Regions from separate parts of the Sus scrofa genome. Here all the other regions are linked to region 2. A link is a contact called in public targeted proximity ligation data. All regions are on one chromosome and are shown on one strand. The core of a region is the stretch at or near the end of the contact, and the rest is flanking DNA. Distances in the headings are between cores, read along the strand shown. Region 1 holds the start of USP18 (ubiquitin specific peptidase 18). Region 2 holds the start of IL17RA (interleukin-17 receptor A). Region 3 holds the start of PEX26 (peroxisome assembly protein 26). Region 4 holds the start of TUBA8 (tubulin alpha-8 chain).

What was found.
Region 1: a targeted proximity ligation map of alveolar macrophages shows a contact between it and region 2. A contact is called at or near these places in 1 of 47 Hi-C or Micro-C datasets (heart right ventricle) and 1 of 2 datasets of targeted methods (alveolar macrophages).
Region 3: a targeted proximity ligation map of alveolar macrophages shows a contact between it and region 2. A contact is called at or near these places in 3 of 5 promoter capture datasets (fetal liver, fetal skeletal muscle and liver), 1 of 47 Hi-C or Micro-C datasets (embryonic fibroblasts) and 2 of 2 datasets of targeted methods (alveolar macrophages and skeletal muscle).
Region 4: a contact with region 2 is called in a targeted proximity ligation map of alveolar macrophages. A contact is called at or near these places in 1 of 5 promoter capture datasets (fetal liver) and 1 of 2 datasets of targeted methods (alveolar macrophages).

Annotation. Positions count from the first base shown.
Region 1 is chr5:70,181,157-70,187,952 of Sscrofa11.1, reverse strand. It overlaps USP18 (ubiquitin specific peptidase 18), which reads right to left and starts at 4,632. Exons shown (of 11, transcript NM_213826.1): 1 at 4,579-4,632.
Region 2 is chr5:69,458,674-69,465,850 of Sscrofa11.1, reverse strand. IL17RA (interleukin-17 receptor A) reads right to left here and starts at 4,571. Exons shown (of 15, transcript XM_021092984.1): 1 at 4,173-4,571. The coding sequence starts at 4,322.
Region 3 is chr5:70,131,716-70,138,609 of Sscrofa11.1, reverse strand. It overlaps PEX26 (peroxisome assembly protein 26), which reads right to left and starts at 5,586. Exons shown (of 5, transcript XM_003126596.4): 1 at 4,760-5,586; 2 at 3,542-3,682; 3 at 2,800-3,095; 4 at 449-595. The coding sequence starts at 4,974. It overlaps MICAL3 (F-actin-methionine sulfoxide oxidase MICAL3), which reads left to right and starts at 5,641. Exons shown (of 40, transcript XM_021092508.1): 1 at 5,641-5,833.
Region 4 is chr5:70,149,649-70,156,532 of Sscrofa11.1, reverse strand. TUBA8 (tubulin alpha-8 chain) reads right to left here and starts at 2,282. Exons shown (of 5, transcript XM_003126597.6): 1 at 2,042-2,282. The coding sequence starts at 2,044.

The sequences.
Region 1 (6,796 bases), core at 3,383-5,882, 720 kb before region 2:
TAGCAGGGCCCTTGGAGGCTCAAGAGGCTCCTCCCCAGGGCAGGCCGACTCAGAAAGACCGTCTGAGATCTTTTCCCAAGTCGGCCAGGCTTGTTGCAGCTTTTCTGGGCTGCAGGGGGTCCTGCCTGGAGCTGGCAGTCCTATGCAGCTGGTCCACTAGGTCTCAGCACCCCCTGGGGTCTTGGGCGGGTAGCAGGGCCCTTGGAGGCTCAAGAGGCTCCTCCCCAGGACAGCCCGACTCAGAAAGACCGTCTGAGATCTTTTCCCAAGTCGGCCAGGCTTGTTGCAGCTTTTTCTGGGCTGCAGGGGGTCCTGCCTGGAGCTGGCAGTCCTATGCAGCTGGTCCACTAGGTCTCAGCACCCCCTGGGGTCTTGGGCGGGTAGCAGGGCCCTTGGAGACTCAAGAGGCTCCTCCCCAGGACAGCCCGACTCAGAAAGACCGTCTGAGATCTTTTCCCGATTCGGCCAGGCTTGTTGCAGCTTTTCTGGGCTGCAGGGGGTCCTGCCTGGAGCTGGCAGTCCTATGCAGCTGGTCCACTAGGTCTCAGCACCCCTTGGGGTCTTGGGCGGGTAGCAGGGCCCTTGGAGACTCAAGAGGCTCCTCCCCAGGACAGCCCGACTCAGAAAGACCGTCTGAGATCTTTTCCCAATTCGGCCAGGCTTGTTGCAGCTTTTCTGGGCTGCAGGGGGTCCTGCCTGGAGCTGGCAGTCCTATGCAGCTGGTCCACTAGGTCTTAGCACCCCCTGGGGTCTTGGGCGTGTAGCAAGGCCCTTGGAGACTCAAGAGGCTCCTCCCCGGGGGAGCCCGTCTCAGAAAAACCGTCGGAGAATTAGGTCGATCTATTCACGGCCTGGCTAGGCTTGTTCTAGCTTTTCTGGGCTGCAGGCCTTTTCTAGGGGGCTGGTGGTGTTTGGTGCTGCTCTGTGGAAGTGTAGCCCCTCCAAAGGGCAAGCAGGCCTGTGCAGGGAGAGCCCCTGCGGTGGTAGGCTTCAGGCAATTGTTGAGGCCAGCCCTCCTGGATGGCAGGCAGTCCCAGGTTCAGCGAGAGCATAGGGGGTGGCGGGGGTGGGGGGAGGGAATGCACTGGGAAGCACAGCTTTCTGCTAGCTAGCGGGCCTGTAAGCTTGCTGTGGCGTGGGGGGTATTCTATGGGGACCCACCCCTTCTTCTCTCCCCTCCCCAGCACGGGCGCAGACCAGGCTCTTCTCCCAGGTTCCCTCTGCGGCGGCTTTCCACTTCCCCGCCCCTAGAGTATTGCTCCCTTCCTCTGCGACAGCTTTGTTTTCTAGTCTCCCAGGCAGTCTCTGCCCCGTCAAATGGTTTAGAGACCTCCCAAGCAGTTTCCGCTCTTCCCCGCCCCCCTAGCCCGGGGACTAATCTCTGGAGCCGAGGTCTCGGTGCCCAGCCCCCCCCACCAGGCGTCCCCCGGCCCTTTCTTGGGGACTAACCTTCGGAGGCGAGGTCTCGGTGCCCAGCCCCAACCCAGGCGTCCCCCGGCCCCCTCTCGGGGACCAACCTTCAGAGCTGAGGTCTCGGTGCCCAGCCCCCACCCAGGCGTCCCCCTGCCCTTTCCCGGGGACTAACCTCTGGAGCCGAGGATTCGGTGCCCAGCCCCCACCCAGGCGTCTCAATTTTGGTGACTGTGCCCGTAGTTCAGATGGTCCGTTGGGTTCTTGATCGTTTTTCCGTACTCCGACTTACTGCTACACTCTTCTCTGCATCTGGAGATTCCTCCGGTTCGTTTGATCTTTCCCCCGGTAGGAGACTTTCCAGGGTGCGGGATCCCTTTCTCCTCCGCAGTTCCCTTTCGGGAGCGCCCGTCCCGCTCGGATTCACCTTCTCTCACTCTCCTCTTTTCTCCCGTTCTGCCCAATAATGTCACGAACTTCTTGCCGTTATTGGAGTTTAGGTTCCTCTGCCAGCGATTGGTTGTTGTTCTGTGCGAGTCATTTCTTCTGTAGATGTGCTTTTTTTGTTGTGTTTGTGGGAGAGGGCGAGCGTGTCCCCCTACTCCTCCGCCATCTTGTCCTCGGTCCTGTACTCAATTTTGCGGTGAACCCAAAATGGCTCGGAAAAATAAAGTCTACCGTTTTTGTTTTTTTAGTATTAGTTCCAAAGAACTAAACTAACTTAGCTCCCACCCTGCCCCAAAATTTTACCCTTAAAGTAAGTGGGAAATGTGACTGATAGAAAACAGCTGGCTTAGACCTGCCATAATCAAGGCCACAGAAACACCAGGGGCTTGGGAGAAACAGTTCAAAATATGATGCAGGAAACCTGGGCTGGCCCCAGTCTCCCACTGGGCTCTTTCCTCACCACTAAATGCTCTGCAAGGAAAACTCACTCTGTCCTTAAAGACCCCAAGAGGAACAAAGTTAACTCCCCTGGAATGTGATACAAGCCTCAGTCTTCCAAACCCAACCCTCCAAGACAATAGATTCACACCTCATTCTTCATGTCGCATGTCTCCTGGGTAATGGCAGTGTGCTGGGCACACAGACTATTCCACACCGGTTGAAACCCAAAGAAGAGGGGATCTCGAGCTATTCTTTCCAGAAGAAAGAGTACACTTGGAAGACATTAGAGCCGACCTTCTCCCAGGCTGTGTCTATGTCCAACTTTTTCCCCTTTGCAAGCCCATCATTGTGTAACAGCGCCCAAACTGTGCAACACATTTTTAAAAGTGAAAAAACAAACAGAAAACCTTTTTTTCGGTTCTTTGATAGTGACCCAAAAATCAAGATGGAGTTTTACCCCTGTGTTAGTCTACGAGCCATCTGGTTCCCAGACCACCTAGGCATCGAACCCTCTGCCTCTCTCTCACAATGTAACACCAAAAAGAAATGTTTTAAATATTTGCCCAGGAGTTCCCATCGTGGCACAGTGGTTAACGAATCCAACTAGGAACCATGAGGATGCAGGTTCGGTCCCTGGCCTTGCTCAGTGGGTTAAGGAACCGGCATTGGCATGAGCTGTGGTGTAGGTTGCAGACGCGGCTCGGATCCCACATTGCTGTGGCTCTGGCGTAGGCCGGTGGCTACAGCTCCGATTCGACCCCTAGCCTGGGAACCTCCATATGCTGTGGGAGCAGCCCAAGAAATAGCAAAAAGACAAAAAAAAAAAAAAAAAAATTTGCCCAAAACAACTTTAAAGTTTAACTACGTCAACACTGTCAAGTATGAAGTTAAAGGCTCTGCTTTAGTCTTCAAAACACTTGGAACCCAGATTTTCAGGGGTCATAGAATGGAGTTTTAGGGAGTTCCCGTCCTGGCTCAGTGGTTAACAAATCCGACTAGGAATCATGAGGATGAGGGTTTGATCCCTGGCCTCACTCAGTGGGTTAAGGATCTGGCGTTGCCGTGAGCTGTGGTTGTAGGTCACAGAGGCGGCTCGGATCCCGAGTGGCTGTGGCTGTGGCTATGGTGTAGACCGGCAGCTACAGCTCCTATTGGACCCCTAGCCTGGGAACCTCCATATGCCGCGGGTACAGAAAAGCCAAAAAAAAAAAAAAAAAAGGAATGGAGTTTTAGTTTTAAAGGACTAAATTTAGCTTTCTTCCAGGAAAAATAAGGGGAGGTGGTAGGAAGGGGATTAAGCCTAAAGTACTCTGACTTCCACGATTTAACAAAATCTTTTCAAATTTCTCAATTTGTATGCCCACCAATCCAGCCATTCCACTTCTAAGAATTCTCCACAAATACACTTGTATATCAACACAATTGTGACTATAAATGGTACTCACTGTTGCATCATCCATACCAGTAAACACTGGAAAAAACCTAAATGTCCATGAATTGTTTAAATGATGTGGTTCTCACATCATGTACCAATTTTTAAAATGACGTTGACATATCTATGTATCTATATACCTTGTGAGAAGTGGTTGTCACATCATGTCTACTTTTTTAAATGACGTTGACATACTAAACATCTTGAAAATATCACGGTATTTTATGGCCATCTACCGTTAGGTGGAGAAAAATGCAAATTACAAAACGATTTTTAAAACTTATGCCTATGAAAATTTCTGGTAAGGTACATACAAAAACGACACTGAGTTGGCGATTAAAAGAAACTTTTTTCTACCTCACATATTTGTCTGCATTTTTTGGATTTTTTCCTTAAAAAAGCTTCCAACACGTTTGCAATTTCTTTTTAAATTAAAAGCAACGTCGTGCAAAACGCCCAAATAAATACATCATCGTAGGAAAAATTCACTGATCCAATATAGGCATGTAATGAATACAGACCATTATTAAAATCTGCAGAGCCCAAACAAATGGCTTAATTAATTATCCAGGTGGCATCTGAGCAGAGCTCCGTTCTATCTTCCCTGGAAAGAAAACTTCCAAAATTAGCACCAAACTTGCCTCAAGCGCCTCAAAGCCTTAGACCGGGGCTGCTAAGGTGGGTTCGGGGGAAACTTAGCAACCGCGGCGTCGGGTCCTCAAAGCGGTGGCGGCGCAGGCGAAGCGGGCGCAGCGGGAGGGGAGCGCGGAACGCGGAGCCGCTTCTAAACCCAAGTCTCTGTCCCCGCGCCTGTGTCCCCACCTCGGCTCCAGCGCCTCTGTCCTCACCTCGGGCCCCACGCCTATGCTCCTGCGCGCCGTATGCCTCCGTCCTCGCCTCGGTCCCCGCGCCTCTGGCCCTGCCCGCAGAGCGCCTGGCGCCAGCACCTCTGTCCCCGCCTACGCCCCGCCTCTGTCCCCGCCCCTGCCCCGCCTCGCCCTCCCCTACCGCCCAGCTTTCGTTTCCCGCCAAACCGAAAGCGAAACTCAGCGGAGGCGGCGCAGCAGGTGCTTCGGTTCCCGCCCTAAGCGCGCGGATCCCGTGCGGCCGCTGCCGGTTTCGCTTTTAAATGCGTGCGCTGCTTCCAGCACTAGCAGTTTGCTGGCGGTCCCTAGAATACGCGCTGCTTTTGACATTTTAAGATCCCCGTAGATATTAGGAGGCGCCTTACAGCTGGTGTTTTGTATTACACGTGGCAGCATTTTTGTTTGTTTTTTGACTCTGTAGTATTTCTTTAATTGGGTGTCAAAATCGATGGCTTGTAGATTCGATGACGTAAGGCCCATGGGTACATATCCGTTATCCTATCGTTCTGCTCGGAGGGGAGGACTCGCGCGTGAAGCAGTACAGATGGGGAAAAGAAACTGAAGTAGCTCTTCCTGGTTAGAACAACATACACTGGATTCCTGATATAGGCCTGGCTCGCTACTAAGCTCTAAACCTAATTCAATCTATATGACAGCCCTTGACATAGGCCTTATTTTTATCTCACTTATATTACATTTCAAAGAGGTTAAGTGACCTGGAAGTGTTGGAGCCAGGATTCCAGAGGAGTAGTTTTTGGTTTTGGTTTTTTTTGTCTTTTGTCTTTTTGCCTTTTCTAGAGCCGCTCCTGCGGCATATGGAGGTTCCCAGACTAGGGGTCCAATTGGAGCTGCAGCCGCCAGCCTTCACCAGAGCCACAGCAACGCGGGATCCGAGCCTTGCCTGCGACCTACACTACAGCTCACGGCAATGCGGGATCCTTAACCCACTGAGCAAGGCCAGGGATCCAACCCGCAACCTCATGGTTCCTAGTCGGATTGGTTAACCACTGAGCCACGACGGAAACTTCCTCCAGAGGAGTCTTAATCTTTGATCTGAAGTCCCACTGCCACCAGTGTGACTTTAATTTCACCCCTTCAAGCAGATCGTGAAACTAGGGGCTCACCAGGTGGGGGTGTAGATAAGGTTAAAGGACAGATGGACACTTGCACGCATGAAACGCTCGTTACCTCTTTAGAATGCACTTGACACGTGTAGCCTCATGTGGGAGGGGCGTCTCACATATGTAGACCCATGTGGGTAGGGGCAGAAAGTTCCCTGCTGGGCAGTGGTAGAATTGTAGGGGAACAGAATGGAATTGCCTCAAGTGCTCAGCCTTTTGGAAAGCCATTGGCTGGCCAAATGTGAGGGTGAAAGGCTCCAAACAACCCCAAAGCTGCCAGGGCCTCTCTGAGGCTGCAATGGGTCTGCAATGAGGTGATCTGTTCACCCTGGCCTGGCGTGAAGATACATGCGTCATAACACACATGGGTGTGTGTTAGGGACATGAACACAAACACGAGTATCCGTGCAGCACATACCCGTCAGTGTTCAGGAAGGTTGATATTTACTCTTCACGCAAGCTAAGTCTTCCCTTCCCTTCTTTCCTGCATAGAGAGCAAGAGAGTGCACTGCCCACACTTCCTCTCTGGCCTGGGCTTGAGTGCATGGAACACAGTGCTTTCTCAGATACACGGCGGAGAGCAGAGCAATCGGTACAACCGACATCACAGGTCGGTAAACAGAACCTCTGCCCCTGGTGAGGGCGTGAGGAGAGGGTGTTGTAAATTCAGTATAATTTGCTAAACACTTCAAGTCAGTAGAATTCCAGAAAACAGCTGTATTTGCCTTCAGTGATTCTTAACTAATGCTACTTGTAGTCAATTAGTTCATTCTATTTGAACCTTGGTAAGGCAGTTGAGCAAAGGAATTGGCATTGCTGCCCAGGGTAGACTGGACCAGGGTCAGGCTGGAGGCTGGAGGCTGGGCTACATAATTCAAGGATCCGTAAAAATTGTTATGAGGCCTGGGCAAGATCGTTTGCCCCTTAGTAGGGACACCCTGTGGCATATGGAGCTACCAGCCCAGGGATCAGATCTGAACCATAGTTGCAACCTACCCCTCCACAGCTGCTACAACACCAGATCCTTAACCCACTGTGCCATGTGGGGATCAAAACTGTGTCCTGGCACTCCAGAGACA
Region 2 (7,177 bases), core at 3,322-5,821:
GATTACTACTTGTTATAATAAAAACACGGACCATTGAGCAAACTGAAATTGTGATAGGACCACAGTGGGAAGCAGTAGGAGTAGGTAATATAGGACATTTAAATTTTCTTCTATTGTTAGTCAGTAGGTAAGATCTAAAATTTACAAATTAAGAATAACAAAATAGGAGCTCCTATTGCAGCTCAGTGGTTAAGGCATCTGACTAGCATCCATGAGGACGCAGATTCGATCCCTGGCCTTGCTCAGTGGGTGAAGGATCCAGCGTTGCTGTGAGCTGTGGTGTAAGTCACAGATGTGGGTTGGATCCTGTGATGCTGTGGCTGTGGTAGAGGCCGGCAGCTACAGCTCCAATTCAACCCCTAGCCTGGGAACCTCCATATGCTGCGGGTGCGGCCCTAAAAAAGCAACAAGACAAAACAAACCCCCACAAAAAAACAAAGACTAGCAAAATCAGTATGTTTAGAAGTATGGAGACAAATGCCAGAAGAAACACTAGAAGATGTACAAGTGACATCTTTTTTGGACAACAGTTTTGGGGGTGGCGAGAGTTGGGGCAGCGATCTGCTGAGTTTTGTTTTAAATATCTTTGCGCCATTTTCTTTTTTTTTTTCTTTTTCTTTTTACAGCTGCACCTGCGGCACATGGAAGTTCCTAGGCTAGGGACTGAATCAGAGCTGCAGCTCCTGGCCTATGCCACAGCCACAGCAATGCCAGATCTGAGCCACACCTGTGACCAACACCACAGCTTGTGGCAATGCCAGATCCTTAACCTGCTGAGTGAGGCCAGGGATTGAATCCAAGTCCCCACAGACACCATGTTGGGATCTTAACCCTCTAAGCCACAACTGGGAACTCCTGTACTATTTTAAAAGGATCATCACAGGAGTTCCAGCTGTGGTGCAGTGGGTTAAGAATCCGACTGCATCAATCCCTGGCCCGGCACAGTGGGTTAAAGGATCCGGCACTGCCGCAGCTGTGGCATAGGTCCCACCTGCAGCTTGGATTCGATCCCTGGCCTGGGAACTTGTGAGTGTGGCAAAAAAAAGTCATCATTATTACCTCGATGATAATTAATTAAAAGATAGAATTTCATCTATGATGTTACTCTAAAGGAAAAGATTAAAAAGCGAGATAGACAAATGAAAATATTAATTTGTTTAGGGGAAGGAATAGCAGATTTTTCCCTTGTATTTAATTTCTAGATGAGATACATTAATGTAAGGGTTTTTTTTTTTTTTTTTTTTTTTTTTTTGTCTTTTTTTGCCATTTCTTGGGCCGCTCCCGCACCATATGGAGGTTCCCAGGCTAGGGGTCTAATCAGAGCTGTAGCTGCCAGCCTACACCAAAGCCACAGCAATGCAGGATCTGAGCCACGTCTGCGACCTACCCCACAGCTCACGGCAACGCCAGATCATTAACCCACTGAGCAAGGGCAGGGACCGAACCCGCAACCTCATGGTTCCTAGTCGGATTTGTTAACCACTGTGCCACGACGGGAACTCCTTTTTTTTTTTTTTTTTTTTGGCTGCACCTGTGGCATGCAGAAGTTCCTGGGCCAGGGATCGAACCCTCGGCATAGCAGTGACAACTCTGGATCCTTAACCAGCTGAGTCACCAGGGAACTGCAGATGTAAAGTTAAGAACGTAAAAAAGGCATTCAGGGTCTTTTTTGGATTCTAGAATAGATCTTGTTTTATTCTCACCCACAAATCACCTGTGATTTCCTGACTTCAAATGCCCACTTCAAAAGTAGTAGGATCAGAATATTATTTATGAGCTTGAGAAGAGCTCTATGTCAGCTCTCCTGAAGAAATCCATGGGGACACGTGGTGATGACAATGACAAGGGTGAGGGGGCGCTACAGTCCCCATGCACAGTGATGAGGAGTGAAAGAAGGGCTCAAAGACTGACTTCCACTCCCTGCATTTCCCAGACATCACCAAGCACCTGGTAAAGAGAAGGGGGCTGGGAAGTCCCACACACAGCCCTGCTTTGAACCACTTTGGCCAGTCACCTAACTTCTCCAAGACAGGGTAATGGTGCCAGCTTGCTGAGAGCTCTCGATGTCATGGCACAGAGGCTGGCGCAAAGCCTGGCACGCCCAGCCCCACAAGCCCCTAGCACATCCAGCGTGTTATGTGGTCTCCCTGTAACCTGGTGAGGACAGGGTGGAGGGGAGACTCAGGGTCCCCTGGGTTTTGAGGTGCTGAATCCAAGCAGCCAGGGGCAAACTGTGGTGGTCTCTGCCGATCACTGATCTTCGGGCAGAGCTGCCATGCTTCACCACTCACCCTCTCCTCCTTCCTTCCACTCCACAGATATCTGTCCGTGCCCAAGGCCTGTGCCTGCAGCACTGGGCTGTAGGTAGTGAAATCAGGATTGCAAACCCAAGTCCTCTGAGGTCCAGTGCGTGGCTTTCCCTCCGCCACTATGTGGTGTTGCATCCACAGAAACACCAGCAGCAGAGACATCTGGAGGGCTAAGCCTATCTCTTTTCCAAGACACTAATCACTGAACAGGGGGCCCATGGCCCTGGAGTGTCTGTGCGCCAGGTGTACGGGAAGCAGGTGGGAGGAAGGGACAGCCAGGGAGACAGACAAATCTGGCCAAGTATTCTTCTCTAGTGCCCCCTGCCGCCGCCCCCCCTCCCCCAATGAGGCTGAACCTCTGCTCCACTGAGCAGCTGAGGTCACACCCTTTCAGTCCAGCTCAGTGGAGCCCTGCCCTCCATTTCCAGCTGCATCTCTCTCTCACTTTCCTGCCACACACACCCTCCGCTTCTCATCCTGACCCCCTCTGAGGCCTTGGCTCAGCTCTTTCCATGTCATGGAGAGCTCCAGATCTCTGCCTTGAAGCCTCCACCATCCCTCAGGGCTGCGCAAATATCCTCTCTGCCCAAAGACCACTCGGCTGGAAGGAGTGTCTCTTTCCCAGATGGAACGTCGCACTCGCACTGGCTGTACAAAGAGCACTGGCCACAGGCTGGCTGGCGCTGCAGTTGCCTACTGCTGGGTGATTCACTGCCCTGGTCATCAGGGTTCAGGGAGTGTGTCTTTGCCATTTCAGTCCCTTGTATTTTGCAGACACCTGGTAAATGGTCATCAAAACCTGAACCTGGGTCCTGGACAGGAGATACTTCTACATCCACCCCCGGGGAAGGACCTGCTGAGCGTGTGTCCCTGCTCTGCCCAGGAATGGGAGTCACGAGGACATTTCCCAACATCTTCCATGTTAAGAAAAGTTTCTGCTAAATGGTCACTGGCCCTCTACCCCACCCTCTTGTGGTAAATCCTCCACAAAATTAGATGAGAAATACAGCTTTAGTGTTTCACATCCTGTGACTCAGAAACTGAGCGTTATTTCTTAGGGTCAGTGGAAGTGGGGGGGCAGGCAAAGCAAGACGAGCCAGGGGAGAGGACAGCATGGCCGGGAGAGGCTGTGTGCCCAGCACGGGGGTTCTTTTCTCTGAAGGGCCGCCTCCACCCCAAGGCCACTACCGGCGGTGGGTGTGTCGATTCCTGTGGGCACAGCAGGGCAACTGCCTGGCGGATTTAGACCCGCAGGACCCCAGACCCAGGTGGTGGGGGCTGGAAGGGCGGCATCCTACCTCCCCCCAGGGCTCGGCCAAAGGGATCAGCAAGTTGCCCGGACAACTTTTCGCGGAGGGTGCCTCCCGCAGCGCCGGGGCCGGAGCGTCGGGGCTGCGAACACGGGATCCCTAGGGGCGCGAGTTCCAGTGGAGGAGGGCTCGATGACCCCGGCCGGAAGCCGGTCCAGTCCCGCCTTGCCCTCCGCAGGCCCCTCCCCACCCTCTTCTAACCAGCCCGCCTCGTCTCCGGCCGGCCGCGCCTCCTAGTCCTTCCCCAAAGTGTGGGGCCCAGCGGAGTTGCCACCCCTCCCGCCGGGACGCCGGCTCCTGTTGTGCAACCCGCGCTGCGCGATCTTTCCCCGAAAACCCCGTCTCCCCCGGGTCCACACCGCAACTCCCGCCGCTCTTGGGAACCCTCCCCAGGCCGGCCCGCTGTTGTGCCCAAGCCTCGGACCCTGGAGACCCCGAGCAGACTTCCTGCCCACTCGGCGGCCCCGCGCCCTCGGCCCTCAGCCCTGGGCCGACCCCTCCCCACCTGGCAGCATCCTCGGCCCCCGCTCTCGGGTAACGCGCCGAGTCTCACCTGCTGGGCGCACACGGGTGCCGGGTGGTCCAAGAGCCTCGGGGCGGCGCGACCCAGACCCAGCGCGCGCAGGAACAGGAAGAGGAGCAGGAGAAGCAGCCCCAGAGGAGACCCCGGGGACAGGCGCTGCCCGTGTCGCAGAGGCCGCATGGCCCCGGCCCTTCGCGGAGGGCTGCCGCCCGAGCTGGGGGCGCAGCGAGGGCGTGCCCCGGGCTTCCCCTCGGCCGAGTCCCAAGTCGCCTGCTTCCGGCTTCCAGCCCTGCCCCCGGCGGGCGGCGCGGAGGGGAAGGCTCGGGCCGGGACAGTCCTTCCACGGGTTCCTCCCAGACTAGCGTCCCAGGTGCGCGCTCCTCCCCGGCTCCTGCTCGCTCCCCTCCCCGCACTCCTCTGGCTCCTCCCCAGCTCCTCTCCGGCTCCTCCCCGACACCCCCAGGCCCCTCCCCGTGCTCCTCCTGCCCCGCCTGCGCTGCGAACCCCAGGCCAGCGTCTTCTGCACTCCAGCTCAGCCTGCTCGCGTATTCCACCCCCGCTCTTGCCGTCAGCCGGTAAAACTCTAACCCCTTCCCCTTGAGTTTTCTTTTCCGTCAGAGGAAGTCCTTTCCCGCAGTCCCTGTCTCTCTCTATCCTGGCTCTTTTCCCCCGATTTTGCTCGGCTTCGCTGGCTTTGCCGCCTCCTGAGGCAGGGACAGCTCTGCGCTCCGACGCTGGATCCGAGCGAGGGTTGGTGCGCTAGCCCTCAAGCAGCTGCGCGGGCTCTGGGCCTCATCTGCTCTCGGCCTTCTGTGCCCCCAGCCGAGCCGGCGTGTTCGCCAGAGACACGCTCCACGTCTGCTGAGGGTCCGCCTGGCTGCTCACCTCTACTTAGTTCCCTTCCCGAGGAGCCTGGCTTTGGAGCGTGCGCACTGAGTCCACTCCTTCCCGGTCCTGCAAGACCCCCAGTCCCCCGGGCGGCCTCCTTCCAGCCTCGGACCCTGCCATTTCATCCTACACGCTGACAGTTTTGTCTCCGGAAAAGTGCGCTTTTCACCCTTTTTCTTTCTTCATCCTAAGCCCACCGTCGGCTGCATTTCCTTCCCTGTGAACTCTGACCGCCGCTGCTGGCCTCCGATGCCCGCTCTTAGCTTTCTGTTATGTGGACAGACCGACCTGTGACCGACCTAAGATTCCGTGATACTTGACCCCAAATATTTCAGCAAGCATCTCCTAAGAGGAAGGACAGTTTGCTACCTGAACATAACACCTTATTACACCTAAGAATTTAACAATAACTACCTAAGTTCAGCTCATATTCAGATTTTCCCAAATGTCCCAATGTGTGGAGTTTTTTGTTTTTTGTTTTGTTTTTGTTTTCGGCTGCCCCTCAGCATGTGGAGTTCCCAGGCCAGAGATCAGATCCGAGCCACAGTAGTGACCTAAGCCGCAGCTGCAGTTACATGAAATCCTTAACCCACCGTCCCAGGCCAGGAATGGAACTTGCATCTTGTGCTCCCAAGACGCTGCTGATCCCTTTGTGCCACAGCGGGAACTCCTGACCCAACTATTTTTATAGTTGCTTTTCATAAACCAGGGTTCACTTAAGTTTTACATACTGCAGGAGGTTATGTTAGGTCTCTTTAAATATAGGACATTTCCCTCACCATTTTTGTTTTTTGAAAGGGCGTTGAATACTTCATATTTTCTGTTTGTCTGGCGGTTTCCTCCTGATGTCTCTTTGTGTGATTTTTTTTCTATTTCCTGTACTTCCTGTAGGATGGAAATGAGGTTGAATGGCTGGGTTTGATTCAGGTTAAACAGTTTGGCAAGAGTCTGTCTATTTTGTGTGACATCACATCAGGAGGCCATGAGGTCAGATTGTTTATTATTTGTTCATTTTGGGCAGCTTTGTTGAGATAGAGTCACATACCATATGATCGAAGTGTACAGGCTGTGTTGAGAGTCACAGGTGTGTAACCACCCCCACGGTCTGTCTCACTATAATCCACCCTGAGTCCAAACACTTGGTTGCCGTGGTGACCAGCAGAGTGACGTAATTGCATGAACTTTTATTGGATTCTTTAGCCAACCCCAGCCTGAGGCCCCACACTCAGAAAGACCCTGGTTGGAGAGCTTGAGTGTGTCCATGAGATCTATGACAGGTTCCAGCGGGGTGGGGAGGGCGACAGAAGTCAGATCCCAAGGAGGCTGTTGGGAAGTGGGGGTCCCACAGCCAGACTTGATTATGATGCTGGGGCGATGGCTGGAAGCGGGCAGTGACCAGAGGCTAAAGCCGTTTCCTGCTCCCAGCCCCTGTATTTTGGGCTCTCTGCCCGATGTGTTCCTCTCCTAGGCCCTCGGACCTCAGTTCTGGTTTGCATAGCGCAGCTTTACCAGTGAGCTCAGGAAACCTGCGGCTGGGGTGAGTGGGGGCGGGAGGAAACCATATTTGCTGAGTGCAGCCCTGACACCCGGCCCTGGCAGGGCTCCACCCGGTTATCTTGTTCAGGCCTCACAACCTCCTGTGAGGTGGGGATTTTATGGACTCTTTTATAGACTCTGAGGAGATTAGATAATTTACCCAAGGCCACAGAGAGCTGCAGTTTTGTGTGCATGAGAATTAAGTATAAATAATCAGCTTTTTTTTCCTAATGATTTAGTTGATTTACGCTATTATATTAGTTGCAGGTGTACAACATAGTGATTCAATATTTTAATAGATTGCACTCCATTTGAAGTTATTACAACATAAAGGCTCCATCCCGCTTGCGGTACGTATATCCTTGTAGCTTATCTGCTTTATGCACAGTAGTCGGTGCCTCTTAACCCCCCACCCCCTCCTGCACCTCCCTTTCTTCTCCCCGCCGGTGACCACTGGCTTGTATGTCTGTGAGGCTGGTTCTTTTGTGACTGGACCAAACTTGGGTCTACTTTATTGTCCACAATAAACCAATCTACTGACACCGGATTGTGGGGAAGGAAAGTACGGTGTTTATTACAAGGCGCCCAGTGTGGGGCTGAGGTAAAGTTTA
Region 3 (6,894 bases), core at 4,337-6,836, 670 kb before region 2:
CTGTATGTTATACACAAGGAAATTTTTTTTCCTGTTTCTAAAATACTCCATCTTTACCCATAAAGAGACTGGAAGCATAACCACTACAGTAGCAGACTTATGGGTGACTTACGTTTTCTCCTTTATGCTTTTCTCTATTCTCCATATTCTCTAAAATGTGTATGTAATTCTACAATCTAATGTTTTAAATTAGCACTGCTTTTTACACGTTACGATGAAGTTTTCCTTTTTAATTCTGAGGCTCTACTCAGGGTCCACCCTGGATGTTCAGGGTCAACAGGGCAGAGTGGACCTTCTCCAAGACTGGTCTCTCCTTCTAGGGGGGCCGGGCTGACTCCTGCTCTTCTTGCAGAAGAGACCAGTGAGAACCTCCACCCCAGGAGGGCCCCTCAGTTCCAGCTCCTTCCCACCCTGGAGGGTGCGAAGGGGAGCGGGCATCTTCACTCACCCGGATCAAACCTCACGACCAAGAGGCAGAGCAGCAAGGCAGCCAGGAAGCTTCTTCTGAAGGGTAGAGAAAAGAAGTGGCTCACTGCAGAGTCCCACAGCTGGCGGAGCAACGTCAGTAGTGACAGGAACTTGTGGGTGGAGGGGCCTGGCCAGGGAGACAGAGCATAATTTCAGGATAAGAACCAGCTTCCCTACTCTGACCTTTGGGCTTGATGAGAGTCGAGCAAAGGGTAACAAGACTGGTTTTCTCAGCCAGTTCAAAAAGTGGCTCCGGGTTTGGAAATCCCAAAAGATGTCTTAAAGACAGACTACATAACTAGAAGATCATCATCTTAGGAGAGGACTTTGACAGAAACGTCTCCTCAGCTGGGGATATCAGGCACATCTCATTACTTTACAGCAATCTTTCTATTTTGGCCTAAGACATAGGCACAGAGTAATACAGAGCAGTAGTTCCTGATGATGGGTTAATGCAGAAAATACAGGGCACCTAACAGGTACAGTGAGGAATTTCAGAGCCCTGGACTATGAGTACAAACATGAAATGCCCTCCTAGCCCTGACAGAGCACCTCGTCCCCAGGCAGTGGACAGGCAGGGGTTTGGGGAACCACACAGTTGTCCCTGAAGCCAACAACCTGTTTGCAAAGAAATGATCCTAACTTAGCAGGTCCACGTTTTTTTGTTTGTTTGTTTTTTTAGGGCCACGCTCGCGGCATATGGAGATTCTGAGGCTAGGGGTCGAGTCAGAGCTATAGCTGCAAGCCTATGCCACAGCAGCAACACCAGATCCAAGCCAGTCTACACCACAGCTCATGACAATACCAGATCCTTAACCCACTGAACGAGGCCAGGGATCGAACCCGCAACCTCATGGTTCCTAGTCAGATTTGTTTCTACTGTGCCACGACGGGAACTCCAGCAGGTCCATGTTCTTAAGGACACAAAAACACTTTGGACACAAGATCACAGTCTCCTAATGGCTGAAGGCCTTTCATGCAAAAGGGATTAGGCCTATTCTACATATTACCAGCAGAAAAAACAAGGATCAGTACATAAAAACCGCAGGAGAGAAACTAACTCAGCATCAGGAAGAACTTCCCTACAGAACAGCCCACGGGTAGAACGAACTGCTTCAGGAGACACTGAATTTTCTGTCCTTGGAAGTACACACACATAGACAGATGATCACTCAAGGAAAATAAGATGAAAAGGATTCAGGGGAAGGGTCTGGAATAGAGGACCTTGGAAGTCCCTTTGTAACAAAACAACCCCACCGCCCTGTAGGTGCCAGCTGGGTGCATGGTGTTGGGTCTTTATTTATTTACTTTTGTTTGTTTGTTTTTATGGCCACAACTGCTGCATATAGAAGTTAGTTCCTGGGTTAGGGGTCGAATCAGAGCTGCAGCTGCCAGGCTATGCCACAACCAGGGCAACAGTGGATCCAAGCCACATCTGTGACCTACACCGCAGCTTGCAGCAATGCTGAATCCTTAATGCACTGAGGGAGGCCAGGGATAGAACCTGTATCCTCACAGAGACAACGTTGGGTTCTTAATGCTCTGAGCCACAACAGGAACTCCTACAGTGTTGAGTCTTGGGGTGGTTTCCATCATTTGTAAAACTGCATCCTAATGGGCAGAGGTGGGCTGGCCCTGAATGAGGGCAGAGATCAATGATGGAAGAAGACACTGAGAGATCTGGTGAGTAAAGGCAGACAGGAAGCTGGGTGGGGGCCCAAACTCAATCTCCTAAGTCAAGTTAGCAAGTTACCACACTGTCAGCTGTTTATTTTCCTGTAGGCACCCCAACCATACCTCATCAGTGTCTCTATTTGGGCCCCCTTTTATTTACTTATTTGCTTTCTTAGGGCCAGCACTGGCGGCATATGGAGGTTCCTAGACTAGGTGTCCGATCAGGGCCACAGCTTCGGCCTATACCACAGCTATGGCAACACTGGATCCTTAACCCGCTAAGTGAGGCCAGGGATCAAACCAAGTCCTCATGGATGCTAGTCAGGTTTGTTAACTGCTAAGCCATAACGGGAATTCCTGGGCCCCCTTTTAAAGGAGTAACATCCTACCCGGGCCACCTACCTTGGTGGTGGCAAAAGATCTAACGATAGGACCTCAAGCAGAAGGTGACTTTCTTTCAGGAGACAAAAGTCAAGGATCTGAGACCTGTACCACTTACCTTCCCTGACAACTTCAGAAGGTCTGGGCTGGGCTTTCTAAGCAACTTAACAGGCTTCTCATTCTGTGATCTCATACAAAGTTACCCATACAAAGAATTGCGCCCAAAGTCCGAGAGAAAGCCCACAATTCAGAAGCCACAGAAGAATAACATCCTACCTTCCTGGTTAAGCTTCTGGGCCTCCTCTGAGCCAGAGTGTCTGTGTTTCTGCTGTTGCCTTGCCACACTAATGGCCTGAAGTGCTTCCAGCCGCTGCTCCTCACTGAAGGCTGCAGAACCCACCACTAGCTCTTCAGCCTCCGACAAGCAGCCCAAAGGAAACAGCACCCGCTGCAGGTGAAGTTCTGCTAAGGTTCTGTACTCCGGAAGGCCCTGATTGTCGGGGTCTCGGAGCCAAGTGCTGACTGCATCCAGCATGGCTCCAGGCTCTTGCATTTTGCTGTATAAAAGAACACTGCAGCCCCATGTAACCCAAGCCCCCAAAAAGAGGAGTCAGTGCTTCGCAGTTTAATTTCTCATAACCACCACACTCCTCCCACCCAGCCCCTCCCTGTGGGATGGTGACATGGCAAGAATCAGGAGCTCTTACTTAGGAGCTTGCCATCTTAGGGGTAGCAAGAAACACTCTCAGCTCTGACACCCCCACTCCTGTCGTCCCATTTCACGTCTCCTATTCTTTACTTTCCCCCTCCCCCACTCCTAAATTCCTCCGTCCTCATCATTTATTGTTAGGGTTTCAAGTCTAGGGGTAAGAAAAGAAACATGAAAAGAATTAGATTTGGAGGGAAATAGTAGGGAAGGGGGAAAAGGAGCTATCAGGACTGATTTGGGAAAGGACAGGAAAACCCTCTTGCTCCTGCACTGACCCAGTGGGTAAGCGGTAAGGACCTAAGGACCTACCACAACTCCAGGACTTTGGGGGGCAGCTTCTCAGGAATCTGGTAATACTGAAGAACCCAAGACAGGACTTCCCGCCACCGATCCATCTCCGCCAGGGCCTGGATTCCCACAACACAGAGAGAGCATTTCACCTCCAAGGAGCTGTCAGGGAAAAGCCAATTCAAGTTTAGAAGCGGTTTCCCTGCATTGCCATTGCCACCTCCACCTTGGGACTCTTCTTCACCAGCTCCCAAATTCAGCAGTCGTCACCTCTACCCTCCCACCGGTGTTCTAGTGGACCTCACAATTACAAGTGGTCTTCTGCCCCCAAACAAGAGAAAACTGCCCTTTTCCCAGGAGCTAAAAGTTTCTCTAAATCTAGAAGCAAATCAGCAGCTGCCCAACACACAGCTCTGTATGCAGTTGAAATGTGGATTAATGAGCAGGAGGGTTCCTTTACTTCTTAGGTGAAGAGGACAAGAAACAGCATAGATATTTGGGTGGGAAGAGAGGTGGAGCTAAGAATTTGAAAGGTTATAGCCTCAGTACAGGCACAGGAACTCCACTACTGGCCTCCTAGCACCACCTACAGAGGCACCTCCAAGCACCCAAATCAAAGCCTTCAGCATTTATTCACCAACCCCCTGAACACACAGCCAGGGCTCCCCAATTCATTACTCCCTGGGGTCAGCTTTGACTACTCTACCCACCCCCTCCCTAGTGTGGCCTAAGCCAACCTTACAATCCACAGAGAAATTATGCCTTCAACTACCAGAGAGGACGGCAGCATTAGAAAAAGCAGCGCAAGACCAAGGTTTCTAATTCTTTGATCCGACCCTTCAATAGAACTGGAACACTACTCCTGCCCTGAACCCCATCCCCACTCATCAGCCAAAGTGAGAAGGGGACAACTCAGTGGAGGGTGTACCTTCGACAAGCCTCCCACCACCTGCTTACTGGAGCAACTGAACAATACAATCCTGTCTTCCCTTCATGTCATTCTGCCCTGGAACAGGGAGAAAGAATTGGCTGTGGGTTCCCACTAAGCCCTGTGACACGACTCAACTGCTTCCTCCTCAACGGGCAGTGCCTCCCCTTTCTCCTCAGAAAATGGGCACAAGGTCAGGCACCCCTGAGGAAAGCAAGGAGTAAGACTTCCGCCAACAATCGGAGGGCAAGAGTCCTGGGGACTGGTGCCCCTCCCACCGTCACCCGAAGGGAGCCGAGCCCAGCACGTACGCGCCCGCGGGCTCCTCCGCCAGGCCCTGCCACGCGCGTTCGCAGGTGCGGAGCGCCGCGGCAAAGTCCAGGTGCACCACCAGCAAGTCGGCCGCCTCCTCCAGCAGAAGTGCGGCTGCCGATGGGGCCGGGGAGGAGCGCACCGGCTCGCTGCTCCGCAGGGGGCCCCCAAGCCCCCTCAGGGGGGCTGCAGAGGTCGCGGGGTCACTCCTCATAGGCGGGCGCCGGGCGACCGCCCTCTGGGGGCTGCAGGGTGTCCGGTGCGGCCTGGGAGAAGAGAGGGTCCTCACAGCCTGGCCCACGAACCGCCCGAGGCCGCAGCCCGTAAAGGAAAGATTGGCGCGGCTGGGCTTGTCTGCGGCTCCAGCGAGGGACAGCCTGGCACCCTCGGATATGCAGAGCACTGCGTCCCTGGAGACGCAGCCTCACGACAAGGACTGGAACCCCCGAGCCCGGGAAGGAGTCTGCCCCGACCCTCTCCAGGGGCTGAGCCGCCGCCAGCGGCGCGGGAACGTGGGCGCCGACAGCTTCGCTGCGCGCGCAGAGCGGCGCCCGGCGGCGCGGGACACTCTGGGAGTTGTAGTCTTGCTCCTGGAGCGGCCCCGCTCCGGGGCGCAGATGGGGGGCTTCGGACTACAAGCCCCGGCATACGGCGCCCCAGAAGCCGTCACAGTCGGAGGAAGCCAGCCGACCCAAGCCGCGGGCTGTGGGAGGTGAGGTGGGTACTTGTTGCGGGCCGAGGCTCTGGCCTCCGGCTTCTCTAGCTCCTGGATTCTGTAGGGACACGGCTCCGGCGGCGAGCAGGAGAGGGCGTCTGTGAACCGCCTCCTCCCGGGCCCCGCCCAGCACCCGTCAGTCCTTCCTTCTTTTGTTTTGCTGCCGGTCCCACAACTGGCAGGTGGCAAAAACACAGCCAGCCAAGGGCAGGAGCTTGGCCACCGCGCTCTGCCGGATGGGCTGTGTCCGCTTGTGTCCAGGGATCCACACTGAGCCTCCGTGTCTTATGCCAGATAGATATTCCGTGAAAAAGCCGTACAGTGTGTAATGCAGTTTACAGTAAAGGACTGAGTCAGAGTAAGTATTCAATACGTCCTGGCTTTAATAGTAATTATTAAGTAATTTTACACAGATACAGAAGTTACATTTATTATTATATTCTGTGCTTCACTCAGGCTTTGAAGAGCCTCCTAGGTTTGTGCTAAGCCCTGAGCTTCAGTTCCTCCCAGTTCCCTACCATTTGCACTCTCTCCAAAACGTTGCCCTTGTGATTAAATCGGACAGGCCAGGCACAGGGTCAGCACCTGCCTGCCTCAGCATCCCCTTCCATGGTCACCAGCCAGGGCCTTCCACCCTCTGCAAAAAGTCCTCCTGGAAAGCTGAGGCAGAAGCACAAAATCCATCAGACTCTGGGGATGAGAAGTGTGGACCCCATAATGGCATAAGGTGATAAAGCCAGGACTTCACTTTTTCCGTGGATATTTAACACCTACTAAGTGCCAGCCTTGTTCTAAACACTGAGGATCCCACATGAACGAAGGAGACAAAAATGTCCTCCTTTGTGGAGCTTCCATCATAGTGAAAGAGGGGAGCAAAATTAAAAATAAATACAGTGGTATGTCAGATGGTGATAAATGCTTAAAGAGAACTTGGATGTGACAACAGTGACTACGTTTAACTTTGTTTTCTAGCAGTAAATCCAGGGTTGAAGTAGAGCAGAGAGAAAATGTGCTTTTCATGCTCAGAACTAGCCTCCATTGGTGAAATCACTGCCCTTGGGACCAACACATACTTGATGTCCACCCTAAGTCCCCCTTTCTCTCCAGGCAATATTCTTCCCACAGAGCAAACTCCACTCTGGAAAGTGAATTAGTTCAAGGCTGAATTTATCAAAATGTTTTATCTGTTCTGCCTCAGATTTGACAGCCAATAATGAAGATCATTAGTAATAGCATAATTACTGGACTGTAAACAAACAAAAAACTGTTTCTCAGAATTGGCTTATAAGTCTCCCCTGAAAAATCAGAAAAGCAGTAGTAGCGTCAGAATACAGACCTGACCAGGCCTGGGCCAGTTGAGACTGGCAGGACCAGGCCTCTGCCTCCAGGAGCACCACTTCCAAGCTTTTGCTGCCAGAA
Region 4 (6,884 bases), core at 1,033-3,532, 690 kb before region 2:
TAGATATTATAAATTTTTTTTTCTTTTTAGCACTGCGCCTGCAGCATATGGAAGGCCGCAGGCTGGGGTTCAAATCAGAGCTGCATGGCAACACCAGATCCAAGACGCATCTGTTACCTACGCCCATAGCAGTGCAGGATCCTTAACCCACTGAGCCAGGCCAGGGATCAAACCCTCATCCTCACAGAGACAATGCTGGGTCCTTAGCCAGCTGAGCCACAACAGGAATTCCCAATTCTATAAATATTAAATATCAAATCTTGAGTATGCTGCTTGGGATTTGCTTCAAAATAACAGGCAGAGAGGGAAAGGGGAGTAAATGAAACAAGACTCATCATAAGTAAATAATTGTTGAAACTGGATGAGGCATACACAAAGGTTCATTATAACATTTTCCCTTCTTTTGTATATGTTTGAAATTCTCTGTCATAAAAAGGCTAAAATAGGAGTTCCCGTTGTGGCTCAGTGGGTTAAGAACCTGACACGTATCCATGAGGATGCTGGTTCAATCCCTGGCCTCGCTCAGTGGGTTAAAGATCAGGCATTGCTGCAAGCTGCGGTGTAGGTGGCAGATTTGGCTTGGATCTGGCATTGCTGTGGCGTAGGTGTAGGCGGGCAGCTGCAGCTCCAACTTGACCCCTGGCCTGAACTTCCATATGCTGCAGGTGCACCCTGAAAAAAAAGAGAAGAAAAAAGAAAAGTAAAAAGGCTAAAATAATAAAGCTAGGTAGAGCTTGGAAATTAGAAGTACAAGCCCTCTCAATTTGGTAGGGAAAAAAACCACTCCAGAGAGGTTAAGTAACTTTCTTGAAGGCACACTTCAGAGCCAGGAGCCAAAATTCTGAACTCCCAATTCTGGGCTCCTTCTAAGGCAGGAATGGGTTTCTCTGGCCACTACCCCCAGTACCCCAGGAGCCTGCTCTGGGGAGGGAAGGTGTGGGACAGACCTGGAGCTGGAATCAGCAGAGCTGGGGCCAGAGCCAGGGGCCCTGGGCACTTTCCAGAATGAGCAGAGGCACAGGGAAGGGAGGTTCTCATTTGCCCTGCTGGTCACTGACACTGGAGCAGGAGAGCCCAGAGAGCCTGACCTTGGCCTGTGAGACAAGCTCACTCCACTCCCTTCCCCCACCCAACCTTTCCAACCCTCTCTCTGCTTCCCAGACACCAGGACTCTGGAGCGGGAGATTTCTGGGTTTCCAGGCTTTCCGGGAAATGGTTTGGAGGCAAATTTTACCCACCTGGGACACAGGGGGTGAAGGAAGGACTTCCAGAGGGTGAAACTTTAGAGTGGGGAGAGGTTGCCTCCAGCAGTAAGATCCGTGTTGGCCAAGGGGATGGGGGAGGAGTTTCTAGGCCAGGGTAGGAAACAAAACAAGAGGTCTGAAACCCCCTGGCCTTCAGGAGGGAGGCTTGTGTGTGCCAGAGCCGGTGGAAAAACCAGGGCGTTGGAGCTGGGAAGCTGAGCGGGCTCTAGCCCTAAGTGCCCCAAACTCGAGCCAGATGAACCGGGAAGGGAAAGGAGAACGCGGCCCCTGGGCCTGCGGCGGGGGGGGCTATGACTCCTTAAGTCCCCTGACTCATTCGGGTCTCCATCACGGCTGGTTGGGTTTGGGGACCTGACTGCGCCCGCTCCCCCAGCCACCCGGCCCAGCCCACCCGTTGGGAATCCCTGGACCAACCCCTTTCTTCCCCACTCGGGTCCCTCAGAACCTCACCTCTTCTGCGCGGTGGCCACCATGTCCCCCTTCCCCTCACTTGCGTGCGCAAATCTCCCTTGGATCCCTTTGAGGGGCGACTCGCCCCAGGCTCTACTTTCACTCTATGATAAAGGGCATTGGCACCGGGTGTCCTCCGCCCCCTCGACCCTGAACTAATCCCCCCTCCCCCAGAGACTCCGAGTTCCGCAGATCCAAGGCGATGGCTTTCAGCTCCCACATAGACGCAGCCTCTGGGCTGGGCGCCGCGCACCCCAACCCCGCGCCGAGTTCCCGGCTCCGCTCCCCAGCCCCCGGCTCCGCGCCCTGGCCCGGGGAAGGCTCACCATCGCGGCCGCTCTCCTAGCCCGCTCGCTCCCGGCTGGGCCTGCGCACCCCAACTGCTCCAGATACAGCCGCCTCCGCTGTTGTGACACCGGGCGGGAGGGGGGCCCGGGACAGACATGCTGGGACAGCAGCTGCCCTGCAGCATCACAGTGCCCGCGGAGGGAGGGACCCAGCAGGTCAAAATTGCTCCTCCCCGCCCACTCTCGGCTCGGGTTGTGCTGGGCGCCGCCGCACGTGGAAACTGCGCTGTTGGGCTCCTGGTTCCTACACTACACTCTGTAGGAGTAACCTTTGGAATCCCAGCTGCTTAGGAAAGAAATGTCACAATGCTGTTAGAATAAATGTTCTCCGCTTCCCAAACTTTTACCCTCTTCCTGCTGCCAAACACACGGGGGAAGGACTGGCCCAGGCAGAAAAGGCACCTGGTTGGGGTTCGGTTTGCTGCAGTCACCCCCAGCCCAGGAGAGTGCAGCGCCGGGCTCCCGGTGGGAAGAATGGGCCCCAGGCTGGCTCTGCTGTTGAGCCTGTGCTTGGGGAATCGGCTGCCCTGAGGCCTGTTCCTCCTCCATCAAGGCCGCCTGGCTGCTGGGGAATTAAATGAGATAACGAAGGTCCTCTGTTCCTATTTCTACTTCCCTGTCCGTGTTCGTCACCCCTCCACCACTGTTTCCAACTCTCTTTCATCTTTATCATCACTCCCTCTCCTGCTTTTAAGCCCAGGATGTGCAGAATGATCGTCAGGGTTCCCACTGCTGCTTTGCTCAGTAATAGGACCTCCTCCTGTGGCCACAAGTGATGTTGAAGGGCCAGGAGTTTGCCCTCCTCGCTGGAGCCATGGGGACAATGGGTCTGGCACTGGTAAGGGGCCCTCTCCACACTTCAGATTTTGGCCACATTATTAAACTTCCCTCTACTTTCCTCTCCCCTTCCCAGGTTAAGGGTGAGCAGGGCCACCCTTGGTCTCACTGCAAACTTCCCCACCAGAGGCAAGGCCATGCTGTCTTGTTTTCCACTCTCCTCAGGCCCCAACCACCAAGCCCCATGTCACTCCAGGCAAATCCATGGCTTCTCCGCAAGGTACTACCACTCAGAGACGCTCTGGCCAAGCGTGGTGACTCTCCACGTATCAAAACACAAACAGCAGATTCACCTTCCTTCCCATTCCTGACAGGGGCCACCCCTGGCCAGTAGAGTGAGAACAATTTTTCTTTATTTTATTATGTAACAGTTTGTTCTGCTGAGTACTCGTTCGTATATTTTCATACCTATACTATGAGTTTCTAGAGGATATCATCTTTGCATTAGAGTCCCAAACAATGCTTTGCCCATGGATATATACAGTCCTTAGTAAAGTAAGGTGAATTTTGTCTGTCTTATGATGTAAGATCGTAAAAACTGAGTATTGTGATTAAGCTAACTTCCATCACATGGTAAATGCGCAATAAGAATGATGACTGGATTTCCCACTGTAGTGCAGTGGGTTAAGAATCCAACTGCAGCAGCTCAGGTCACTGTGGAGGTACAGGTTCAAGCTCCAGCCTGGCACAGTGGGTTAAAGGATCTGGTGTTACCACAGCTGCAGCATAGAATTCAATCCCTGGTTGGGATTTCCATATGCCACAGGAGTGGCCATTAAAAAAAAAAAAAAAAAGATGACTATTATTAACTATATATTTCTCTTCCGAACTCCTGAAGCATATTCTATTACTTCTTCCATTACATATATCACTTTCCACTTTGGATTCTTGGTAAATGTAAGTGGGCATGTGTTTAAATATACCTACGAAACTAGATCACCTTGCAGGCAGAGGTTATTATTCATCTTATTCACCTCTCCCTCAAAAATAGCTAGTCAAGTGCATCAGTGATGCTCAATAAACATTGCCGAGTTGGAGTTCCCTGGTGGTTCAGCAGGTTAAGGATCCAGCATTGTCACTGCTGTGGCTTGGGTCGCTGCTGTGGCAAGGGTTCCATCCCCGGCCCCAGAATTTCACATGCCTTGGGCCCAGCCAAAAGACAAAACTTTGCTGAGTAAATTGATTTTTTGAGGTCTGTGAACCACCAGATATGTTATGAACAGGTTCTTCATGTCTTGGAATAAAAATGATAATGACAACTCTGGTGATTATGATGGCATTCGGCAGATTCATTATATTCCTTGAACCTCATTATCTTTCCTCTTTATGGGTTTTAGGGCTTGAGGGAGCTATGACTACACCATAAATGCTGAATATGGCATCTTTTGGTTCCAGTGAGATAAAAAGAAGGGTAGCTGGCATAGGCTGAATTATGCTCCTCACCCCCAAATTTAGATGTTGAAGCTTTAATGCTCAGTGCGACTGTATTTGGAGATGGAGCCTCAAGGAAGATAATTAAGGTTAAATTAGGGGCCCTAATTTAACTCATAAGAGTGGGGCCCTAATCCAACAGGACTGGCTGGTGTCCTTAAAGAAAAGGAAAAGACACCAGGAGTGTGTGCACAGAGGGAAGCCACTGTGAGAGAGTGGCTGTCTGCAAGCCAGGATGAAAGGCCTCACCGGAAACTGACCCTGCTGGACCTTGAATGGGACTTCCAGCCTCCAGAACTTTAAGGCATAAGTTTCTGTTGTTTAGGCCACTTGGTGTGTGTTATTTTCTTATGGCAGTCAAAGCAGACTAAGACAGTAGCCTGTGAGTCTTTACAGTAAAGAACATCTACTTCTTTTTGATTTTTAAGGTCTCTGTCTTACAATTATTTGATCTGTGGCATCCTAGATTGAACCTCCATCCTACACCTTTATCTCTGAATCGATATTAGAAAGAAAGGACATGTGTTTTTAGTTCCTATGATTGTTAATCTTATGTGTCAACTCGACTGGGCTACAGGACTCCCAGACATTTGGTCAAACATTGTCCTGAGTGTCCTGTGAAGGTGTTTCTGAATGAGATGAACATCTGAATCAGGAGGCTGAGGAAAGCAGACTGTTCTCTCCAAGGTGGGTGGGCCACATCCAATCAGGTGAAGACACTGGTCTTCTCCTGCCCTTTACTGGAACTCACAACAGCAGCTGTCCTGAGTCCAGCTTGCAGACTGCAGACCTTGGGACTTGTCAGCCTCCATAATCATATGAGCCAATGTCTTATTCTCCACCTGCCCCCTCCATGTATGTGTGTCTGTGTGCATATATATCTCCGTATCTCCTGTTGGTTCTGTTTCTCTAGAGAGCCCTAACACTGAAGTGAAATCTAGGCTATTCACAGGGAAGAGCAGCACTGCTCTGACAGCTTTGAAGTTCCCTGCTCCCTGTAGAGATTTTTATAAATCAGCCTCAAAAATAGGTGACTTGGACCCAGCTGGGATCCAGAGTTTGTCTGGTTCCTATAAAAAGAGTGAAATAAATTAGTTTTTGCAATGATTTTTTTAAAATCCAACCTATTGATGATTGATTTAGGCCTACTAAAGAGACCACGCCACACCCGCCACACTCCAGTTACCATGTGTGAGTCAGTTCTTCTTGCGTGGATTTTGTGCTGTGGGGTCATATTCTCAAATACAATAATTATAGTGATGTCCACAGAGTTGAGGCCCACCCATCTGAGTAGGAGGTAAGATCATTTCTATCACCCCGACCCCCAGAAGTCAGTCTTCATGATGTGTAAGTGTGCGCCAAATGATGTTCTTAGTGCTTATCTATTTTATTCCTCACAAGAGTCCTCTGAAATTAACCTTTTTATTATCCCCATTGTATAGATGAAGAACCTGAAACTTAGAACTGAAAGAGATAGAGCTGCACTCAGGAAGTCAGGCTCCATAGGCTGAGCTCAATGTTTAACCATCACCTACAAATGGAACCTCAGGTAGGGGCCTGTCCTGGAGCTCTCAGCTAGACTCTGAGACAGATATCCAGCTGCTCAAGGGACAAGTGTGAAGATGGAGTTACCTTGCAGAGGGAGCCTGGAGCCCAGAGGAGAAAGACCTGTTACTTCCCCGGCACTCACACTGCTGGGGGGGAGCCTGGAATTCTAGGAGGAAACTACATTTCATAATCTGATGATCTAGATTTACATACTTGCCATATGTATTTAACTCTGGTGATCTCCTGCCTTAAGACCACTCGTATGTGAACACACACACACACACACGTGTCTCAGACGCCACAGGGAAGAGGGCATCTATGGTAAGACTCACAGATGAAGTGGTTTCCCTCTGAGGGCTGCACAGTTCCGGCAGCCGTAATCGAGACCGCCAATAAAAGGTGAATTTCGGACAAATGTGGAGCCTCACCACACAGCTGGCCCTTTTCCCAGGTGAGTCCCCTTCCAAAACCAACTGAGGAGGGTCTGCGTGGCCTTGTTATAAGTTGGGGATGGAAGCATTTTCCTAATGGCTCTGATTCTTCCCCTGTTCCCCTCCTACCAACAGACTGATGTCAGAAGCAGAAGCTTTCAGAGCATCATCTCCATGGCCCTGCCTTTGATCCCTGCTAAGTTCACTTCCCCTAGGGGAAGCCCTTTAGGTCACCACCCTTTAGGCCAAGAGAACTCAGCAGAAAAACTAGACATTGAGGGTGGGAGGCAGTGGGCACTCAGGACTGGGGTCAGGGACAGGCCAGCAAAGTGCAGAGAACACTGAGCTTGGAGAACTAAGAAAAACTTATCTCCTTCAGGAGCTGGCGCCAACTGAGCAGAGGCCAGCCCTCACCCTCACTCAAGGCTCTATTACCAATCAGGTGACCACTACTTTCTTCAGATGCCAGCCCCTTAAAAAGCACCAAACATGGGAGTTCCCATCATGGCTCAGTGGTAACAAATCCGACCAGTATCCATAAGGACTTGGTTCGATCCCTGGCCTCGCACAGCGTT